2 separate regions of the Rattus norvegicus genome follow, and region 1 is linked to region 2. A link is a contact called in public Hi-C data. All regions are on one chromosome and are shown on one strand. Each heading gives the region's core, a stretch centred on a gene start, on an enhancer-like site or on the middle of the called end of the contact. The rest is flanking DNA. Distances are from core to core; before and after follow the strand shown.

What was found. A called contact is a pair of places that touch in the nucleus more often than the background predicts.
Region 1: a contact with region 2 is called in a Hi-C map of Schwann cells, with 4 times the contacts expected there. The contact joins the promoter of Pnpla1 here to the promoter of Slc26a8 in region 2. A contact is called at or near these places in 2 of 12 Hi-C or Micro-C datasets (the A7r5 cell line and Schwann cells).

Annotation. Positions count from the first base shown.
Region 1 is chr20:6,915,170-6,921,782 of GRCr8, forward strand. Pnpla1 (patatin-like phospholipase domain containing 1) reads left to right here and starts at 4,520. Exons shown (of 10, transcript NM_001191841.2): 1 at 4,520-5,177. The coding sequence starts at 4,973.
Region 2 is chr20:6,746,330-6,752,793 of GRCr8, forward strand. Slc26a8 (solute carrier family 26 member 8) reads right to left here and starts at 4,855. Exons shown (of 20, transcript NM_001107614.3): 1 at 3,107-4,855. It overlaps Mapk14 (mitogen activated protein kinase 14), which reads left to right and starts at 5,030. Exons shown (of 12, transcript NM_031020.3): 1 at 5,030-5,465. The coding sequence starts at 5,350.

The DNA.
Region 1 (6,613 bases), core at 3,270-5,769, 170 kb after region 2:
GCGTTCACCACCACGCCCTGTCCAATTCACTTCTTCATGGGTCGTGTCCATATCCGGGTACCAAGTACAATAAATTAAGAATAACAACGTTTCCGCCCCGTAAGCCCTGTACTGTCCACCTTTGCTGTGGGCTTGATTGGAGACGCACCATTGGACCTGGCGGTGAGGGTGTTAACTGAGCGGGGAGGGCCCAACTGGATTGTGGGTGGCACAGCCCCATGGCCCAGGGTGGAAAGCAGAAGGGACCAGATCGCTAGATTTATCTCCTTGCTTCCTGACTGCGGTGTGACCAGCCACCCCTATCCTGCCCAGAGCCTTCCCCACCTCGATGGGCCATACCCTCAAAACACCCTCCCGAAGTCGTTTTCCTATGTTTTTCTTTGGGAGTCCATACGTAGTTCATTGTCTTCAAGACTACAGTGTGGATTCCTCTCCCAGAGAAGGGAGGCAGGGGACTGTCAATCAGGTGCAGGCTTGTCATTTTCGTACACTGCTGCTCAAGCTCCTGGTTGCCCCATGTGTAGATCAGAGAGAACACTACAAATGGCGGTGGCGCCACGCGCAGGATGCGCTCACAGAGAGCACCTTGGGGATGCCTTTGCTGAAAGAGTTCGCGCTGCTCAAAGGGCGACCAGCTGTAGGAGATCAGGTGCCGTATCCGCGTTGGGTTCCCAAACTTGCGGCCCACGGTGGTGGTGTCCCTCTACCTCCACCTCTCATGTTGCTGAGAGGCCAAACCTACTCCATCTTGAGACCCGCCTCCAGATGCTTACCCGGATGGACGCTCCCCCATTCGCCTCTATTTCCTATAAAGCCTTGGCCCAATGAGAGTTCCGGGCTGCTTCAACTGAACCATCCTGTGGTTCAGCGGAGGCTAAGCCCAAATTCGATTTTATAAGACCCTAATGCGATTGCATCGGAATCGGCTCCTTGGTAGTCTTTTGGGGTTCACAAACACTTCCTGTCAAAGCAGCTAGGGAAGTCACCAAAACACACACTTCCCCTGTACCATGACAATGTTCTATGAGGTGCTAATTGTTTTCTCCTTTGTTACAACTTAACTAGGCACAATAGTATTTTAAAACTCCTGAGTTTGGGCACGTGAGATGACTTTGTGGGCAAAGGCGCTTGCGGCCAAATCCAAGGTCCAGAGTTCAATTCCTAGGTCTCACGTGGTGGAAAGATAGGCTCTGATAACACCAAAAGGAGCTGGGGGAGGAAAGAGTTAATTTGGCAGCCATTACAATGTAGCAATGTACCAAGGAAGAAGCCTTGGCAGGAACTGGGAGGCAGGATTTAATGACTCCTCCTCCCCTCCTGCTCAGCTTCCTTTCTTACACAACCCAGGCCTGTGGATCTGCCCAGGGATCACAGGGTACATTGGGCTGCACCTTCCTACATCGATTGACAATGGAGAAAATGTCCACAGACATGCCCACATGCCGGCATAATGGGAGCAATCCTGTTTGGTTTTTTGTTTTGGGAGACAGGGCTCTCTGCGTAGCCCTGGCTGTCCTGAAACTCGCTCTGTAGACCAGAGCTGTTGGGTTTGGAGCTCAGAGATCCACCTGCCTCAGCCTCCTAGGTGCTGGGAGTAAAGGCGTGGGCCAGATTGGGGGGGGTCTTTTTCTTCTTTTTACATTTCAACGATTTATTTATTTTATGCGTGTGACTACACTACAGTGTCTCTGTCTTCAGACACACCAGAAGAGGGCATCGGATCCCATTACAGATGGTTGTGAGCCACCATGTGCTTGCTGGGATTTGAACTCAGGACCTCTGGAAGAGCAGTCAGTGCTCTTAACTGCTGAGCTGTCTCTATCCCTGGGGTCAGTTCTTAACTGAGGTTTCCTCTTAGCGTTTAAGTCAAGGTGAGAGCTGAAAGCAAGAGTCTACTTCAGAAAATTATTCTGTGATCTCCACATGTGCACACAGCTTGAACACAAACACACACACAAACCGTATTATCTTTGTGCTTACTTGTTTGTTTTGGGACAAGACCGGGTTATGTAGCATTGCCTGACCTCAAATTCCTAAAGGTCCACCTGTTTCTGCCTCCCAAGTGCTGTCTGGCATTAAAGGCGTTGCACACCATGCCCAGCTTAAAAAACATACAAGGATAATATTTTAAATTCATTCTTATTTTCTGAGTATGGCTGGTGTGCCTGCGTGTATACCGTGTGTATGTAGTGCCCCTAGTGGCCAGAAGAGGGCACCAGATCCTCAAAAACTAGATTTACAGATGGTTTAAGTCCCCCCCATGTTGGTGCTGGGATTTGAACCCAGGTCCCCTGCAATAGAAGCAAGTGTTTCTAACTGCCAAGCGTCTTTCTAGCACCCAAATCATACGATGGATGGATGGACAAACAGACAGATAAAATCTTCAACCAGTGTCCTCACCTGTGCCCCAGTTTCTCGGTCTGCCACAGGCACCCTGCCTCTCCCTAGCCCCAGGCAGAAAACCAAGCATTATCTATGAATCACCTTGCTCACCTAGCCAGTCCCACAATCTGACACTCTGTGGCAATAGCTTCGCTGACTCATCCTCCAGCTATCCCCTGGCCTGGCCACCCGGACTTCCTGCATCACTTCCCCTCCCTTCCAGGACTCCCCAGCTGGGGTGTTCTCCAAGCCCGCTGTGTTCCACTGGGAGATCCGAGGTCACGCATCTCCCTGACCTTACCATTCTCTTCTACAGACTCTGGATCCATCTGCTTCAGAAACCTTGGACTCCATTGTCCTCTGATACTGGCAGGCATGTTGTCCTATAACCTGTTGTTCTATAACCCCTGCTAAACTTTGGAATTACCGCCTGTTTTGCAAAGAGGGGAAAATCCAAATGTATTGTGCGGTCCTACTGCACGTAAATAGCAGTAAATCGCCAGGGGGTGAACCCGTTCTCTCTGACCCCAAGACTCCCTCCCATGCCTCTGAGCCCAGCATGCCTCCCCTCCCAAGGAAGCCCATAGCTGTCCCCTGCCCTGCCTGCTCTCCCTCCCCCTTTACTCCTCCTGGGGCAATCTAGCCTTGAACAATGTAGTAGTTAATTACAGGGCTCCTCGGATGGCTCTCTGGTGACTTCACATTCGCTTGTCAGACTCCCAGGAAGCCAGTTAGTATCTGGTCTCTGGGAGTTGAGGCTGGAGCTGACTGGGACTAGGAGAGAGGCGGCTTGGTGTCTCAGTTCTAATTCTGGTCCTGCTGTCATTGGGTGATTGGTGATGGTGATGGCTGTGATGGCTGTGATGGTGGAGGGGGAAAGGGAGGAGGAAGGGGAGGAGGGGAAGAAGGCAACTAAGAAAGCTTTTGCTGCCTTAGAGATCTGCAGTGACATTTTTAGGTGGTGAGGAAATTTCCTCCTCTCCAGGAGTCATGCCCTACAGCCCCTAGAGCTAACCCTGGTCCCCAAGCCCCTGTCACTTACCAAAACACCTCTCTGATCCTGATGTCCCTACAGGAGACCTCATGACCCCACCCTACCCCCATTCACAAGCTGTTTTGGACCATTTTGGAATGGTCCAGCTCTCTGCTCTCTTCCCTCCTGTACACATAAGGGACGCTCGCCAGCCGGAGCGATGGCTCAGGGCTTGATGCTCTCCCTGAGGACCTGGGTTCAGTTCCCAGTACCCACAGCTGCCTGTGATTCCTGCTGCAGGGCATCCAATGCCCCCTTCTGGCCTCTGGAGCTGGCACAGAGGCCACGGACAGGCAAGAGGGCATGGACCAGGCCAGGGATGAGGAGGTGGAGTGAGAGGTGGGAAGGAGGCTGGAGACTACTGGCTGGTTATTGACAGAAGCTGGGAAGAGGAACCCTCATTACCTCCATCAAATAGGCCTGCGCACAAGTCTGTCCGGTATTGTCTTGATTAATGATTGATGGGAGCGGGCCCCGCCCACTGTGGGCGGGGCCGTCCCTGGGCAGGTGGCCCAGGGTTATGTAAGAGCAGGCTGAGCTAGTGATGGGGAGTAAGCCGGCAAGCAGTAAGCAGCGTTCTCATGGCCTCTGCATCAGTTCCTGCCTCTCTGCCCTGACTTTCCCTCATGATGAACCTTAAACTGTGAGCTGAGATACCCCTTTCCTTCCCCAAGTTGCTTGTGGTCACCGTGTTATCAATGGAAAGCAAACCAGGCAGTCACCCAGAGCCAAACTCTTGTTAGTTTTTGCCCAGTTTTGTGCTAAGGTAAGAATAGAGAGGAGCGGGGTTGGGGATTTGGCTTAGTGGTAGAGCGCTTGCCTAGGAAGCGCAAGGTCCTGGGTTCGGTCCCCAGCCCCGGGGGGTGGGGGGGGAGAATAGAGAGGAGCTTGTGTAAGACCTTTCCAGAGTCTGAGGAGGGTGAGGAAGGAGCATGGGGGCGATATGAGTTGCTCCTCCCCATTGAAAGCCAAAGCCTTGCTTGGGGGCGGGGGGGGGGTGGGATGGGACACACACACACACGCACACACACACACACACACACACACACACACACACACGGACTGGGGGCGTGGCGACTAGGGGCGTGGCATGTAACTCAGTCCCCAGTCAGTGAGGGAGGTACAGGGAGAGGCAGAGATTTTGCAACTGGATGCTAAGGGCTGAAAGGCGCCGCCTCTGTGGACACGGCCCAGAGCAGGGAGCAGGGAATGCCTCGCTCCAGAGTGCGCCCAGGATGGGTGGAGAGCGCTGAAGAGCCTGCGCCCCGCTGTGAGTCTAGCTAGGTCATGAAGTCAGCATGGGGTCTGCAGGACCACGCCCCTGCCCATGACTCTGAGAACTGTCTACATTTCATCCAGGACCTGGGGTCCCTTATCAGGCCTTCAGGGGTGTCTCTCAGCAGAGCTCAACAGGCCCAGGCAGTGGCTGGATGAACCACCCGTGGGTGCCTGGCTGGGCCGGTACATTCCCGGCTCTTGACTGACAGGGAAGGAGAGACTGAGCCAAGGCAGACAGGTGTAGGTTTTTCCTCCGCTGGGAGGCCAGAGGCCCCAAAGATGGACGAACAGGTGTTCAAAGGAGACCCAGACACCCCTCATTCCATCTCCTTCTCCGGGAGCGGGTTCCTGTCCTACTACCAGGCTGGGGCCGTGGATGCTCTGCGAGATCTGGCCCCTAGGATGCTGGACACGGCTCATCGCTTTGCAGGGACGTCAGCTGGCGCCGTGATTGCAGCCTTGGTCATCTGCGGGATTGAGATGGGTAAGACCTTTACTCTGGTGTCTCTGAAGGGGGCTGCTGGAGGGACTCCTCAGAGCAGACCGTGTCCAACTTGGAAGTGCACTGGGGGGGTTAAAGCCAAGCTTGACAGCCAGGGTAGCTCCCCCTTCGCACGCACACGCACACGCACGCACGTATGCACGCACGCACATCCAAGCATGCGCTTTTCCTCTTCCTCCTGTGCTGGGCCAGACCACTATAGTCTGGTCATGAGGAGTGAGGCTGGGTGATGTTTTTTCTTGTTTGTTTTTTTTTTTTTGGTTCTTTTTTTTCGGAGCTGGGGACCGAACCCAGGGCCTTGCGCTTCCTAGGTAAGCGCTCTACCACTGAGCTAAATCCCCAGCCCCTTTTTTCTTGTTTTTTAAATGCAAGCACTGCCCCCTCTTCTTAGTGAGGAAGGGGCTCTCAACATGCAAACCCTGAGGACTGAGGAGAAGCTGGGAACAGACAGTGAGGCACAGTGTGGGAGCTTCAGCTTCAGTGGTGGGCCGGAGACCACAGGGCTGACCCAGGGCTCTGAGCAACAGCCTCCTTGTCCTAACAGTGTAGAGCACGGGCCCAGCCACCCCGACCCGCTCAAGGCCAGGCTGTAATGTAGAACCCCTGTGGAGCTGAAGTTCTAGAACATTCTAGAGAGAAAAGACAGATAACAAACTTCCAAATGGAGAGGTCTCTCGTGTCATGAGGGATGGGGTCTGCAAACAAACTGCAGCTGTCTGGGGCTGAAGCGGGAAGGGGGACCGTGTTCCAGAGATGTTCAGGGGCGGCCATGTTGAGGGGGAGGCCATCCAAGTGGCCTGTGGCATTCAATTCTGAACACACAGAAGCCAGTCCCTGTGCTCCAGCTTCTGTTATCAGGACAATCCCTATGACGGCCTGACCTGGGTTTGTCAAAGAAGGAACTTCACTGATAGGAGTGAACTGCTTTGTGATTGAGCATGGAGTGCTGGAAACCGCCAACAGTCTGGTTTGGGGGTTTTAAGGAGGCCTGACTGCTGGGTTGGAGGGGCCTGAGTAGAAACCGACTAGGGGATGAGTGTGCTTTGTGGAGGAGGATGGGGATTAGGTTTGGAATGTGCTAGAAGGTTGAGTTGAGACCAACTGAAGGGTCAGCTATTGGATCTCTGAGGAGGCGGCAGCCGATGGGGGTGGGGCTCTGCCCTGAAGGGCAACAGTAGGGCCCTCTCTAGTTGCCGCACACAGGCAAGGAACCGTCTCCTTTTTAATAGTTTATAAGAAACGATGGGACAAGAGAGTTAAAATTTCTGCCCACCCTGCAGCCCCTAGTCCACTCACCCTCCCCAAGCCTGGGCAAAGAGAGGGATAAAGATCTTTCCAGATCTTTCTTAGGCACGGGGCCCTCTGTGGTTACACACCCAAAGTGTTTTCACCCAGGGGAAAAGATACCAGGCCTTCGG
Region 2 (6,464 bases), core at 3,605-6,104:
CCCTGACTTGGCCCTGAGACCGGAGCCATAGCTGTGCATCACTGCCTGCCGTCAGAATCTTTTGAAGGGAATGTAATTCACATACAATAACAGTATCTTTGCACAGCAGTTTTACAAGACCTTTCCTCCATGTTGTACAATTTAAAACTCAAAACTATTCTCTGTCAGAGTCAAAGGACTTGTTCTCTTTTTTTCCTAGCGGACACGGGTGTGAGGGCCTGGCCTGTAATCCCAGGACCACAGAAGCAGGAGGATCACAAGTTTGAGATCAGCCTGGGCTACACGGTCGAGATGCTGTTAGAACAATCAGGTGAGCAAGCAAACCCCACACCCAACTGAACAAGGCTCAGAAGTTCAGACAACTTCAGTGTTTACTGTGTGTGTCTGGGGCCTGTGTTTGTCTTTTAAAGGGTCTCACTAGGTAGCTCTGGCTGTCCTGGAACTTGTGTAAAGTAGGCTGTCCTTGAATACCAGAGATCCACTTGCCTCTAACCCCCACGAACCAGGGTTAAAGGCATTTGACACAGCACCTGGCCTTTTTTTTTTTTTTAATTACTATTTAAGTCAGGCCAGCCAGAACCTTACTATTGCATCAGAGGATAACATTGGCCTCCTGTTCTTCCTGCCCCCACCTTGGATAACAGGTAAGTAAGTACCACCATGTCTGATTAATAATCCAATGAGGGGACTTGAGAGCTGGCTCAGCTGTCCCTGCAAACAAGAAGACCAGGGTTTGGGTCCTGCCATTGACATGGTGGCTCACAGCCGTCTGTAGCTTCTGTCTCCCTGGATCTGACGCTCTCCTCTGACCTCTGCATGCACCAGGCATGTACACGTGCACAGACTAAGAGATAAAGCATTCTGACCACTTTCCTCCTCAGTGCTAAAGGTTCAGGGCGAAGTCATCTCCCAACTCCTCCTTGGAATGCAGCAGGGAAGACACCAGCATCTCCCCAGTGCAGAGCCTGAGGGGGGAGGGAGGGGAGGGGGGAGGGAGGGGAGGACCACCCGTGGTTAGCCCCCACCCCTCCCCAGGCTTTACACTGGGGAGGCGCAGGCATCTTCCTCTCTGACAGGTGTAAGGAGTTCCTCAGTGAGCCACAGTGAGTCAGCACGGCCACAATTCAGGCCCTATCCCCTGTAAAACAGGTTCCTGTCTTAAAATCACATGACCTAGAGAAACACCAAGGACCCCAGCCTGGGGAAAGGTCAACTCCTGGAGAAGGTGGGCTGAGACACGTGGGGGGGGGGGAAGACTAGGTATTTCAGGGACAGGATTCAACACAATTAGAGATGATATAAGAAAAATAATTAAAAACATCTGAGTGACATCAACTTTAAACTGAGAGAAGGGAGGAGGGGGAGAGAGAAAGGGGCAAAGGAGGGGGGAAAGGAGGGGGGAAAGAAGAGGGAGGTTTAAAAGTGATCCTAGAGGAGGGCTGGTGAGCCAGCTCTGCCTGCCAGCAAGCCTAACAGCCCTGGGACCCACAAGGTGAAAGGAGAGAAACCGACTTCCACAAGTAGTCCTTGGACCTGCACCGGGCAGTGTGGCCTGCATCGATGACCACACACACAAAATAAACAAACTTTAAAAACAAAAGCCTGTTCCTAAAGGGAGCCGAGTGTGGTTGCACAAGCCTGTACCCTTGGCACTTGGGACACGAGGCGGGAGGATCAGGGAGGGTTCAAGCCTCTGTTACACATCCAGCTTGAGGTAAACCCAAGCTGTATGAGATTCTCTATCAAGGCAAACAAACAAAACCACAAACCAAATAAAAATCATCTCCTGAGTAACTATTTCTGGGGCAGTCCAAAGTGTGTTAAGAAGCTGGGGAAGCCTAGTGAAGTGTTGTACACCTTGAATCCCAGCACTCCAGGGACAGAGGCAGGCGGATCTCTGAGTGCTGGGCTGACAGCCACAGTGAGAGCCTGTCTAAAACACAGAAAGAGAAGCAGCAGCGGAGAACTGGGGCCCTGACCAGAGCAGCACGAAGGGTGCCACAGTGTACACCACTCATCTTTCTTGTCTGCTGTTGATTTTGAGACAGGATCTCATGGAGCATAGCGGGCTTTGACATCGCCTTCCTCCTGCCCCCGTCTACCCAGTGCTGGGTTATAGGTGTTGAAAGAGCCGTATCTCTCGCTCCATGAGCAACCTTTATGAAACTCTAGTTCTACATACAGTGTGTGCCACCACACATGCCTTAATTCTTTTGTTTTTTTCCTTCCTGCGCTGGAAATCCATCTGAGGGCCTAACATGAAAGGCTGCTGTCTTCTGAGCTGTAGTCCCTGTCTTTATCTCCCTCTGCTAAAAATACTCGAAAATAGAAGCATGTTAACCCAGCTCTTTCACTACTGCTGCCTTCAGCCATCCACCTGTCCATCTGTCTGTCCGTCATTTATCCATTTGCAGATCATTTACAGAATCTCTAATTGGAATATTTTACATGCAAAAAAATGTAACTTGATTTATAAAATGTTGACCCAACGGGCAGGAAACCCAGAAAATTAGTTAAGGTGCAAGAATTTTTTTTTTTACCTGATTTAAGTCCTCTTTCACGTGCTTCCTAAAACCATAAAACAAAACTCACTTCCAACTAAAGCCCTCCTTAATGCTATACAGCATGATACCAAGGGGCTGTGTTGGAGAGACATTCATGACTGGCTTGAGGGAGGACCCAAACCACAGTCCCTAAGGACCAGAAGACACAGAAGGGGGCGGAGGGGGGTAGGGTTCAGCCAGAGAAAACAAAATGAGCAAAACAGTAAGGGTAAGCAAAAGGGGCTCTGAGCCTAGGACACGATAGGGTGGAAGTGTGGCAAGGCCCACAGTCCAGTCCCTTCAGCTGCTGATAACACAGGGGCGAGTTTGAAAGGATCCAGTGTGCAAAGACCATCTTGTCTCTTGCCAGTGCTGTCTCTCACGCAGCCTCTCTATAGGAGACACAAGTTCCAGGGACCACCGCCATTCATTCATTTATTCATTCACTCATTCATTCCAGGGACCACCGCCATTCACTCATTCACCCACTAGTGCTTGGGACTCTCCTAGCTCTGCAGGTGACCCAAGCAGCCATGCTACGGGAGGCGGCAGGCAGGGCTCACCTGGTTTCCGGTGACCGGCAGGAGCGCAGACGCTGGGGACAGACTCGGCTCCAGCCTGGCTGGCGGCGGTGCTGCGGACGCAGAGGCCGGCAGTTCCCGAGCCGTTGCTGCAGAACCCGCCGGCGTTCCGGCTGTGCGGGTGACGGGCGAGGACGGCATCTGGGCGAGGAGAAGGGGTCTCTGGCTGCCCTCCACAGACCTGGGCCGGGACCCTTCGGATCTTCCAGAAACAGGCACGAGAATAGGAGTTCCCGGTCCTCCTGCTCCGCGTAGGGGTGGGTGGATGTGAGTTCTTACGGGTCTAACTTTCCCCGTTCACTTTTATTATCTTTTTCTCGGCTTCTACGGAAGATTCCACTAGGTGGGAATGGAGGGCTGGGTTTCCCTCGTGGAGACTAGAACCGGGGCCTAAGGAAGCTCAACAGACTTGTCTTAATAAATGTCCGAAGCCCTCGTCGTTTCCCCAAACTTCCAAAGGCGTGGATTCTTTAAATTTCTCATGAATTATGTCTTTAAAATCCTCTCAATTTAAGTTCTTTTTTTTTTTTCTTCTTTTTTTTTTTTTTTTTAAAGATTTATTTAGCCGTCTTCAGGCACACCAGAAGAGGGCATCAGATCTCATTACAGATGGTTGTGAGCCACCATGTGGTTGTTGGGAATTGAACTCAGGACCTCTGGAAGAGCAGTCAGTGCTCTTAACCACCGAGCCATCTCTCCAGCTCCCTCAATTTAAGTTCTTAAAATTCTCCCAATTTTTCCTTTAAATTTCTAAATTTTGGATGGTTCTAAATTGGCAGGAGTCGGTCTCGAACCGGAGTCATGGGCTTTGGGGTGTTCCAGATATGGTCTCATAACAGCCCAGGCAGGTCTCTTAACTACTCACTATATAGCAGAGGCTGGTCTCCTGGTCTTTCCAAACGCTGGAATTACAGGCTACGTAAATCTAAATAAATACATCAAATATATGAGAAGGGTCTCTTGGTCTTTCCAGATGCTAGAATCACAGGCTGTATAAATCTAAATAATTCAGTAAATAAATAAAATCAAATACATGAGACGGGTCTCCTGGTCTTTCCAAACGCTGGCATTACAGGATGTGTACATCTAAATAAGTAAAATAAATGAGAAACTTTCCTGAAATGGAATGACCTACCTGCAGAGAGAGAGAGAGAGAGAGAGAGAGAGAGAGAGTGTGTTTCCCTTCCAGTCATGGGTATCGAACCCAGGGCCTTGCAAACGCAGGTCTCAGCCTCAAAGTGGCCATTCCTGACGTCCACCTCTGACCTTGTGCATCGGACTCCCTAGTGGGTCCCTGGAACCTCCTCCTACACCTTCCACGGTGGTTCTTCTGGTGAGGACATTTAGAAGCTGCTAGGAGCGTCCGGCGGGAGGGAGAGCCTGGGCTTTGAGACCGGGTTAATGTTTGCCTGGGTGGGGAGGGGGACAGGTTTCATCAGCGTCCCGAGATAAGCCACGCGTCCTTGAGCGGATGGGAACGCAACAGCTTTCTGGACAGGGCCAGTCTGCTCTTGCAAATCTTTCTTGGAAATCGCCGGCTCCGGTGAGCAGGTGGCTCGGAGCTCAAAGACCGCTTGGCTCTCTTTCCCCCCCCCGACGCCGTCCCAGTGGTTTTCCGCCACGGCGCCGGGCATTCGCCGGTCCGACCACAGAGAGGCGCGCGCGGCCTACGCTGCGGTCCGCCCCCACCCTCGGCGCCCCCCGGGAGCAGAGTCTCCCCTAGAGTTCCTGCCTCAGCTCCCGGAGCCGTGTCTCTCTTCTCGCGAGATCTTCCCGTCCCGCGCGCTCTTCTCGAGCACCCCCGCCCCACGGGCAGGTTCCATATTGGGTAAGATCTCGGCTCGCGGAGCTGTTCTCGCGAGAGTCCTGCTAGAGCCTCCCCGGCCGCTGCCTGCGGGGAGAGGGGGGAGATCGCGGCCACTGGAGCCCGAGCGGGCGCTAGAGCGCGAGCGGCTGTCGCGCAGCGTCGGCGTGCGCTCCCCAGGGAGCGGCTGCAAGGGGACCGCGGCGGGAGCTGCGTCGAACCGTGCAGCCGGCTCCCGCTCGTTGCCGAGGCTCGTAGGTGCCGCCGCGGCTGACAGGAGCCGTGGGTCGCAGCCTCCACACCTGCGCGGGCGCGGGGTCGGGTCTGCCGCGGGCGAGCGAGAGGGCGCAGAGGAGAGCGTGCGGCTGCAGGCAGGGGCCCTCGCTCGGCCACCTCGTCGCCGCGCTGCCGCCGCTGGAAGATGTCGCAGGAGAGGCCCACGTTCTACCGGCAGGAGCTGAACAAGACCGTCTGGGAGGTGCCCGAGCGATACCAGAACCTGTCCCCGGTGGGCTCGGGAGCCTACGGCTCGGTGTGGTGAGTGTCGCCGGGCTTGGGGTTGGGGGCGGGGGTGGGAGGGAACGTGGTGGAGCAAGCAGGGTGGCCCTGCATGCCTGAGCGCCAGGCCTGTCCCCACAGCTCAGCGATGCGCCCAGCGGCAGGAATTCTCCTGCGGGCGTGTCTTGGGGGTGCAGGGGGCAGTTGGAGCGGGACGTGTCCTGCACCCCTCGCCCTGCACACTCAGGTGGGTGGGGAACCGTGTGCGGGATCGGGTCAGCCGTGGGCGCGGTGTGATGGGGCTCCACCCTGTGCTCTCCATGCTCGCAAGATCGTTCCTCCCGGGGGTCCCTCTGCAGCCGTGCGGCCTCTGGACCCTGCCTCCGGGTACCGCCACTTGGCACGCAGGAGCCCTGCCCCGGGGAGCGGGCGAGCTGGGCGCAGCTCCGGCGAGGAGCAGTAGGTCAAAGCCTGACCCGGGGACTGCGGTCACCTGAACGAAACTTGCAAGAAAAAGCGCTCCCTTTCCCGGAATTTTTTTTTCTCTTTCTCAGTTTTTCCCTCCCATTTAACCATTTTTGCAAGCTTCGGTCGAAAAACCCAGAATCGGGAAACGTTCTTTTGGGATTCGCACCTGAATTAGCAGCACCCCGAAGGGCTTAAAATAATACCGACTTTATCTCGGGGACCGCGGGGTGCCAGCTTGCCGTGGTGTGTTTCCGATTCGGTTGAAAGCGTATTTCCTTTTCGGGGAGGGAGGGTGGCAGTGCCTGCAAGGACGCTCCAGCTCTCAGCTTAGTCACACAGCGCTGCTCAGTTCAGTATTGTTTGACAAAACCAGTTTTCCATACGGAGCCAGAGTGGTTCTGATCTGTTGGGCGCCCCTCAAAGATCAAAAAGGTGGGACCGAGTGCTGGAGTTGTAAATGGTTTTTAATTGGGATGCTTTTCTTTCTTTAAGCCCCTTAGAAGATTTGCAGGGGGCTTTAAGCTTGTAAGCACCGAGGCACATGGGGGTTTTTCGGGAGAACCTGGCCGC